Linked DNA regions of Pan troglodytes: all the other regions are linked to region 1. Evidence: chromatin contacts called from public HiChIP or PLAC-seq data. All regions are on one chromosome and are shown on one strand. The core of a region is the stretch at or near the end of the contact, and the rest is flanking DNA. Distances in the headings are between cores, read along the strand shown. Region 1 holds the start of LY6G5C (lymphocyte antigen 6 family member G5C). Region 2 holds the start of SNHG32 (small nucleolar RNA host gene 32). Region 3 holds the start of NEU1 (neuraminidase 1).

Region 1 (2,843 bases), core at 260-2,759:
TGGGATTACAGGCGTGAGCCACCGCAGTCCGGCTCTAATATAGTTTTTAAATTCATTCATTCCAAGGCTTTTGGGAGGCGCTCAGTGGCGTGCAGTTTCCTCTCGAATTTCTTTCTTCCCGCAGTCTTTCTGGGCGGGCGTCTCCCGTCTGTTTCTTCCCATCTTCCCCCTTATCATCCTGGGACTGGATAATTCTTGAATAGTCTGGGAGGTAGCAGGGAACCCGAGTTCGGAGCCTCGACCAGAACCTCCAGACGGGAAATTGGAGCAGGTGGTGTCGTTCCTGGACGCTGAGGACCCCCTCCTCCCCTAACGCACAGCCCAACGATCCTAAAAGTAAAAACCCTGAGTTTCTGAGTCAAGACTGAGCTGGTGGGGTGGGGACCGAGTAGGCGAGGATGGGGAGCCCAGCGGGTCCCCAGCGGAGAAAATGGGTGAGACGCCTGGGGCCGCGGTCTCCAGAATTCGCCTGGGAGGGAGAATGGCGCTACGGCGCCGCCTTCCTGGGGAGCCGCTTCGGGCTCCGGATATCCGCTGGGGCCCGACGCTTGGGTCCCGACGCGCGGTTCGCACTTTCCAGGTTTCTTCCCCAGGGAACAGAGCTTGAGCGGGGGGCCACCCCCCCGTCCTACCGGAGTTCTGAGGTGCGGTCAGGCGCGGAGAGCGGACGCCCAGCGCCAGATTCTGTGGGCTCCGGAGTTCAGGCCCACTGAGCCGCAGCTGAGCACAGGCGGGGCAGGAAAAAGGATGAGGTGAGGGAAGGCGCTGGGTTCCTGGAACCCCAAGGGGGCACTGAGCTGAGTACGTATCGCTTGGGATCCAGGTGTCCTTGTTTTAGGATGTCTGACAGGTGTCCCCAGGGTATGAGAAGTGGGACTGGGCACCCCCTATTTGCTTTTTTTTTTTTTTTTTTTTGAGACAGACCACATGTTTCCTATCTTGGAAAATGGTACCACTTCCTTGTGCAAGCCTACCCCTGTTCCCTCACCCCTCGTTCAGTCCAACAGCAAATCTGTCCAGTCTTCTAACTGTATCTCAGGTTCATTAGCCCCGCTTCCTCGTCCCTGCTCGTCTTCTGCCGGACCAGTCCGCCATCTTGTGACCGGACTCGGGAATAGCGTCCTACTTCCCGGCGGCCTCCACTCTTGACCCAAATGCAATGTGCAGCCATGGCAATCTTTTATAAACAGAAATCCGATCAAGTTACTCCTCTGCCGAAATCCCTCTGGTCAGTGGTTTAACTGTCGAGGTGCTCCTGGCAGCACTCTGCCCTCCCCACATCATTGCTGGTGGACTTGTCTCCCCTACTAGACTGTGCCCTGTGAGGGTGGAGACTGTGCAGGGTTGTATCCCCAACACCTGATGCAGTGATTCAATAAACATCTGTCCAATTAATAGGAAAGACAGTTCCTTTTCTCATTCCCCTATTGCTGGTCCCCTGCCCTCAAGCAGGATGTTATGCCCCAGAGTGGCTGTGGGTGCGAACATTCTGCCCCTCTGGCTGGTCTGGCACGGATTTCCACCCTGAGCTGGTGTTGCCTCTCTCCTTCCTCTTGGCCAACCTCTCTTCCACCAATATAAGCCCAAACTGGAGGCCAGCAGGCAGTCATGCGTTTTATGGCAGGCCCTGCAGGGAGCCAGAGTCTGGGTCCCCTGTGCTTCCACAGCAGCCCCCAAGCCCTCTACACGGTCCTCTTAATAGTGCTGGTCATGATGAGCTTGGTGTTTGGTAAGTGGCTCCAAGGGTTCAGAAGGGTCTCCTGGCCTGGATGGAGAAACCCACAGACACCAAGTGTCTGGGTACACCTGTCCAGGATGCTCAGGTAAACCCATGCAGGAGGAGAGATGGGACAGATGGGTTTGGTAGGGAATGCCTGCTCATGGACTGATGTGCAATCTGAAGATTTTTAAAAATTTATTATTATTATTATTTTTGAGATGGAGTCTCGCTCTGTATCCCAGGCCGGAGTGCAGTGGCAAGATCTCGGCTCACTGCAACCTCCACCTCCTGGGTTCAAGCGATTCTCATGCCTCAGCCTCCCGAATAACTGGGATTACAGGCATGAGCCACCAAGCCCAGCTAATTTTTGTATATTTAGTAGAGACGGGGTTTCACCATGTTGGCCAGGCTGGTCTCGAACTCCTGACCTCAGGTACCTGCTCGCCTTGGCCTCCCAAAGTGCTGGGATTACAGGCGTGAGCCACCGCACCCCTCTGAAGGAGATTTCTAGTGACCACCCCAGGGCTGTCTCACTTCACAGCAGTGACCTGAATAGAGATACTGAAGGAATCCTCTCCGGATCTGAGGGCAACATAGAATAGGGAGGGTTAGGGAGTGTGCTGGATGAGAAAACCAGAATCCACAGGATAGAACAAGACTGAGTCCAGCCTGCTGGGCTCCCCACTTGGCTGCAAAGCACCAGCCACAGAGACATAGGATTCAAAGTGTTGGTTTAGCACTTTCCTCTGCCTAACACCAAGTGCTCTGCTGGGTCTGGGGATTTGTTAACATGTGGTCTGGCCTTAGGACCAGAGGAAAAGGGGGATGTATGTGTATGCAATTGGGGAAGGAAGCAGAGAATTGGGGCTTTGATGGTTTTCTGAGACAGGAAGGGAGGGAGGAGTGGGGTTGAGTGGCCTAGAATCAGGCAGTGGTAGGGTGTGAGGTAGAATGGGGTGTGAGTGGGGTCAGCACTTCTCTGTGTTCTAGGTAAGTTTGTTCCTGTCAATTGGGAACCCCCTCAACCACTTCCATTCCCCAAATACCTGCGCTGCTACCGATGCCTCTTGGAGACCGAGGAGTTAGGGTACCTTCTGGGATCTGACATCTGCCTCACCCCGGC
Region 2 (2,791 bases), core at 109-2,608, 150 kb before region 1:
TCTCAAAAAAAAAAAAAAAAAAAGGAAAAAATTGGCTAAGGTGGGAGAATCGGTTAAACCCGGGAGTTGAAGGCCGCACTGAATTGTGTTCTTGCCACTGCATTCCAGCCAGGGTGACAGGGAGACTATCTTAAAAAAAAAAAAAAAAAAAAAGGCCGGGCGCGGTGGCTCACGCCTGTAATCCCAGCACTTTGGGAGGCCGAGGGGGGCGGATCACGAGGTCGGCGGATCACGAGGTCAGCAGATCGAGACCATCCTGGCTAACACAGTGAAACCCTCTATTAAAAAATACAAAAAATTAGCCAGGCTTGGTGGCATGCGCCTGTAATCCCAGCTAATCGGGAGGCTGAGGCAGGAGAATCGCTTGATCCCAGAAGGCGCAGGTTGCAGTAAGTCGAGATCGTGCCACAGCACTTCAGCCTGGGTGACAGGGCGAGACTGTCTCAAAAAAAAAAAAAAAGGGCAGGGAGGCGCATAATGCCCATGAACGAAAGCTTGCTTGGGAACAAAGCTTTCCGAAGAGGCACTCAAAAGGCTCTCGCACCTAATACTCACCTTTACTCAAGGATAACACGGCGATGAACGTCTTACAACTCCTAACGGGGAAATGAAACACAGAACAAAAGATTAGTAATCTTGACCATGAACTCGTTGAGCCCGAGAAATGCTGGACCGAGGGGGCGGTCAGAGCGCTGCGGTGATGGCATCAGCGACACACTCAGAGTTACCTAGGGTCATCATCACTCCCTTCCTAACCCCGGGCGACCGCCACCCCCATTTTGCAACCACTCGCCCAACCCCACTCACAGTTGTGATGAGTCAGCAGGGGCTGTGGGGCCGCTAGCCGAGTTCCCCCTGCCACGAGCTAGGTCAGTTCCAAGCAGAGACACCAGAAATTCCAGTGTGCAACGGTAGTTCACCCAAGCACTGGGAACCGCCCTCTCCTACCCCAGCCAGGCCGCGACGTGGCCGCCCGCCGGCTGCTGCGCAAAGGCAGCGCAAGCCGTTGGGATCCCCTGCTCCCCCTCACTCAACAGTCGGGCCATTACAACTCTCATACTACCAACCCACGAGCCCACTTCGCAAAAAGAACTAAAATGGCGAGGCCGGAGCCATTTATGGAGGCGCCGGGTTGGGGGCCTGACGGGTATAGCTGTTTTCTTATCTGCCTGGCTAGACGCGCGGCATTTTCCGCATTGTTCGTCCACACAGAAATAAAACAAAGTGAAAGAAAGACCAGGAAAGTATGTTTCACACTCTTCTGGGCAAATATTCGGAGATGCTTTCTGAATTTTGAAAAACAAAAAACAGGGATCTGTCTGGCCAGGCGGAAGAAAGTCCCCGGCGCCGGCCGGCCAGCGCCAGCCGGATGCTGCTCCTAAGCCGTTTCCCAGCAGCCCATGGTCCGTTAATGACCGTGGGACTCTTCCCGCGCGCGCAGCTGCGCCGGTTTAGGGTCCAGCTACCCTGACACTTCGCACTCCGTTCCCCCAGCGAAATCTGAATTTGCCTCCCAGTTCGATCCCGCAGACTGTCAGGCACCCTAAGCTTCAATTAAACTAAACAAAACAAAACAAAAACCAAAAACCCAAAAGGCAGGTCGGGCGTAATAGGTCACGCCTGTAATCTCAACACTTTGGACAGGCCCAGGCAGAGGATCATTTGAGGCCCAGAGTTCGGGACCAACCTGGGCAAATAGTGACACCCAACCCCCGTCTCTATTTATTTAAAAATTAGGCCGGGCGCGGTGGCTCACGCCTGTAATCCCAGCACTTAGAGAGGCCGAGGCAGGTGGATCACGAGGTCAGGAGATCGAGACCATCCTGGCTAACACGGTGAAACCCCGTCTCTACTAAAAAAAAAATTAGCAGAGTGTGGTGGCGGCGCCTGTAGTCCCAACTCGGGAGGCTGAGGCAGGAAAATGGCGTGAACCCAGGACGCCGAGCTTGCAGTGAGCCGAGATTGCACCACTGCACTCCAGCCTGGGCGACAGGGCGAGACTCTCTCAAAAAAAAAAAAAAAATTATTGAAACTCATAAGTCATTTCAAATCCTTTCTGGACCCTTTCCTATCGCCCCCATTTATAAACGCGTATGATGTTTGGTGATGTGTGTTGTGTGTGTTGGTATCTTTTTCATTTTTTTTTTTTTTTTTTTTTTTTTTTTTTTTTTTTTTGAGACGGAGTCTGACTCTGTTGCCCAGGCTGGAGAGCAGTGGCGGGATCTCGGCTCACTGCAACCTCCGCTTTCTCGGTTCAAGCGATTTTCCTGCCTCAGCCTCCCAAGTAGCAAGGATTACAGGTGCACACAACCATGCCTGGCTAATTTTTATATTTTTAGTAGAGTCAGGGTTTCACCATGTAAGCCAGGCTGGTCTCGAACTCCTGACCTCAGGTGATTTGCCTGCCTAGGCCTCCACAAAGTGCCACGATTATAGGTGTGAGCCACCGAGCCTGGCCTCTTCTTTTTTTTTTTTTTTTTTTTTTTTTTTTTTTTTTTTTTTTTTGAGATAGGGTCTTGCTCTGTTACCCAGATTGGAGTGCAGTGGCGTGATCTCGGCTTACTACAACCTCTGCCTCCCGGGTTCAAGTGATTCTCTTGCCTCAGCCTCCTGAGTAGCTGAGATTACAGGCATCTGCCACCACACCCAGTTAAGTTTATATATTTTTAGTAGAGACAGGGGTTTTCACCATGTTGGCCCAGGCTGGTTTTGAACTTGTGAACCTCAAGTGATCCTCCCACCTCGGCCTCCCAAAGTGCTGGGATTACAGGCGTGAGCCACTGTGGCCAGC
Region 3 (3,060 bases), core at 204-2,703, 190 kb before region 1:
AAGAAGGAAGAGAGTGAGCCCCCAGGCCGGTAGGCTCTCCAAAGAAGGAGCATTCTGATGGAGAGGTCTCTGCTATCTTCCCTAAGAAATCTCGGGTAGAAGTTAGCCATTAGAGGCCAGGCATGGTGGCTCACGCCTGTCATGCCAGCACTTAGGGGGGCCGAGGTGGGCAGATCACCCTGAGGTCAGGAGTTCGAGACCAGCCTGGCCCACATGGTGAAACCCCTCTCTACTAAAAATACAAAAAATTAGCTGGGCGCGGTGGCGGGCGCCTGTAATCCCAGCCACTTGGGAGGCTGAAGCAGGAGAATCGCTTGAACTCAGGAAGCGGAGGTTGCAGCGAGCCGAGATTGCGCTACTGCACTTCAGCTTGGGCGACAGCAAGACTCAGTCTCAAAACAAAGAAAAAAGATTAAAAAAAAAAAAAAGAGCCATTAGAGAGACTTCCCAGCAGGTGGCTGTAGCGGCAGGGGATTTTCTTACTCTACAGCATGCATCCATTCAGGGTTTGCCAGTCTCCTCCTAAGCGACTGACATGCATTTTTTCCGCTAATTCTTATCATCGCTCTATGCAACATAATATTCCCGACCCCACTTCACATGAGGAAACTGAGATTACACAACGCGCCCGGGGGTAAGGGTGGTAGTGCGGCTTGGATTCCAAATCCCGCAGGCAGCTTGCCTCCCAGTCCCCGATTTCCTGGCCCAGGGTCCGCTCTAACCGGTCTCTGTTGCGGCTCAGTGGAAGACCTGGAGCGGAACAACGGCTCCCTGGACCGGCCCTACTACATGTCCAAGAGCCTTCTAAAGATTCTGGGCAAGAAGAACGAGGCGCCCCCGGACAACAAGAAGAGGAAGAAGTGACAGCTCCGGCCTTGATCCAGGACTGCACCCCACCCCCACCGTCCAGCCATCCAACCTCACTTCGCCTTACAGGTCTCCATTTTGTGGTAAAAAAAGGTTTTAGGCCAGGCGCTGTGGCTCACGCCTGTAATCCAACACTTTGAGAGACCGAGGCGGGCGGATCACCTGAGTCAGGAGTTCGAGACCAGCCTGGCCAACATGGTGAAACCTCCATCTCTATTAAAAATACAAAAAATTAGCCGAGAGTGGTGGCATGCACCTGTCATCCCAGCTACTCGGGAGGCTGAGGCAGGAGAATCGCTTGAACCCGGGAGGCAGAGGTTGCAGTGAGCCGAGATCGCGCCACTGCACTCCAACCTGGGTGACAGACTCTGTCTCCAAAACAAAACAAACAAACAAAAAGATTTTATTAAAGATATTTTGTTAACTCAGTAAATCTGTGACTCATTCTCTCCACGACGACAGGCGGCCTTTTTTTTTCCGCGCCCGGCTCTTTAAAATCGGCCCCGCCCCTGTGACGCGTCCTGGTGCCGCGGCCAATCAAAAAGCCCAATAAGGATGGTGCCAGTCCCTTCTTCACCCCAGCCAGTCCGCTTCCCGTTCGGGTCACGCGCTCCGGGCCTCCAAGAGGGCCAATCGGAAGGGCAAGCTTCGAGATGCTGCGTGATCACGTGGGAGGAGATGAGCTACTTGAAGACCAATTAGAGTCCGGGAAGCGCGGCGGGGCCTCCAGACCGGGGCGGGCTTAAGGGTGACATCTGCGCTTTAAAGGGTCCGGGTCAGCTGACTCCCGACTCTGTGGAGTCTAGCTGCCAGGGTCGCGGCAGCTGCGGGGAGAGATGACTGGGGAGCGACCCAGCACGGCGCTTCCGGACAGACGCTGGGGGCCGCGGATTCTGGGCTTCTGGGGAGGCTGTAGGGTTTGGGTGTTTGCCGCGATCTTCCTGCTGCTGTCTCTGGCAGCCTCCTGGTCCAAGGCTGAGAACGACTTCGGTCTGGTGAGTCACCCTTTGCATAGCCCCATCCCCGACCCGCGCAGGTGATCGACACCTAGTGTCTCCCGGAACGCGGGCGGCTGAGCCGACTTTCCGCGACAGGACCCTTTTCTTTCTCCCAGACCCCGTTTCCTCCGACCGCTCCCAGCCCCTCTCCCTCTCCGGGTCCCCGTCTTCCTCCTCATTCGAGCCCCTTCCTCTTTTGGGGTCCCCTTCCCTCCCTGAAGGCTCCTTCTCCTTTCGTAGACCCTCCCCTGCTCCGAGCCTCCAGCTTCGCTCCAAACTCCCCTTCGTGTTCCTCTTTCTTGTTCTGGGACCCCATCCCCTACTCGGGATCCCCATTAGATCCTCCCTCTCCCATCGGAACGTGGGTTCCTAAAACCCCCAAGACAAGTTTGTCTTTGTTGACCCTTCCTCCTCCCATGACAGGTGCAGCCGCTGGTGACCATGGAGCAACTGCTGTGGGTGAGCGGGAGACAGATCGGCTCAGTGGACACCTTCCGCATCCCGCTCATCACAGCTACTCCGCGGGGCACTCTTCTCGCCTTTGCTGAGGCGAGGAAAATGTCCTCATCCGATGAGGGGGCCAAGTTCATCGCCCTGCGGAGGTCCATGGACCAGGGTATAAAGATGTCTGGGTGAAAGAGCCGGTGCTAGGTTGGATGGGTGGGCAGCCCAATGAGCCCAAGGGCCCTGAGGATAGGGGAACTTAGAGGGTTGGTTGCCTGAGTCCCTGAGGGGTAGGGGGAACCTGAGAAGGGCAAGTGTCTAGGACAGTGATCTGGAAATTGGGATCACCAAGAAGTTGGACATTCACTTAGCAAACATTTATTGGGTACTATATACCTATACCAGGCACTATTTTAGGTTTCATGAATATAGCCACGAACAAAACAGATCAAAAATCTCTGCCCTCAGGATTTAAATTGTACTGGAAGGAGACAGACAAGCATAATAAACAAGTAAACTTTTTTGTCTGTTGCAAGGTGATAAATGCAATGGAGAAAAATAAAACAGGACAAGAGGTATAGATAGTGCAAGTGTTGGATTGCACCCTGGGACCATCGGAAGGCCTGAGGTCCCTAGCAGAAGGTGGGAAATTAACGGGAAGTGGTAGAAAGGGTACCTGCAGAGTGCTCACTCTGGGTTTCTTCCTCCAATTTTTTTCAGGCAGCACATGGTCTCCTACAGCGTTCATTGT

The links. HiChIP or PLAC-seq counts read pairs in DNA pulled down with a chosen protein or histone mark.
Region 2: an H3K4me3 HiChIP or PLAC-seq map of stem cell-derived excitatory neurons shows a contact between it and region 1, with 10 times the contacts expected there. The contact joins the promoter of SNHG32 here to the promoter of LY6G5C in region 1. A contact is called at or near these places in 1 of 7 Hi-C or Micro-C datasets (stem cell-derived neural progenitor cells) and 1 of 1 datasets of contacts at active chromatin or transcription factors (stem cell-derived excitatory neurons).
Region 3: an H3K4me3 HiChIP or PLAC-seq map of stem cell-derived excitatory neurons shows a contact between it and region 1, with 11 times the contacts expected there. The contact joins the promoter of NEU1 here to the promoter of LY6G5C in region 1. A contact is called at or near these places in 2 of 7 Hi-C or Micro-C datasets (blood and stem cell-derived neural progenitor cells) and 1 of 1 datasets of contacts at active chromatin or transcription factors (stem cell-derived excitatory neurons).

What each region holds. Positions count from the first base shown.
Region 1 is chr5:37,476,441-37,479,283 of NHGRI_mPanTro3-v2.0_pri, reverse strand. LY6G5C (lymphocyte antigen 6 family member G5C) reads left to right here and starts at 1,509. Exons shown (of 3, transcript XM_054686760.2): 1 at 1,509-1,729; 2 at 2,711-2,843. The coding sequence starts at 1,609. LOC134810192 (a long non-coding RNA gene) reads left to right here. Exons shown (of 3, transcript XR_010157684.1): 1 at 1-336; 2 at 581-752; 3 at 1,040-1,399.
Region 2 is chr5:37,630,956-37,633,746 of NHGRI_mPanTro3-v2.0_pri, reverse strand. SNHG32 (small nucleolar RNA host gene 32) reads right to left here and starts at 1,358. Exons shown (of 7, transcript XM_063812357.1): 1 at 974-1,358; 2 at 926-971; 3 at 808-924; 4 at 556-596. The coding sequence starts at 1,058. LOC112209658 (small nucleolar RNA SNORD48) reads right to left here and starts at 745; the gene lies at 683-745.
Region 3 is chr5:37,661,185-37,664,244 of NHGRI_mPanTro3-v2.0_pri, reverse strand. NEU1 (neuraminidase 1) reads left to right here and starts at 1,453. Exons shown (of 6, transcript XM_001160380.4): 1 at 1,453-1,862; 2 at 2,289-2,481; 3 at 3,030-3,060. The coding sequence starts at 1,704. It overlaps SLC44A4 (solute carrier family 44 member 4), which reads left to right. Exons shown (of 21, transcript XM_054686751.2): 21 at 743-960. The coding sequence ends at 864.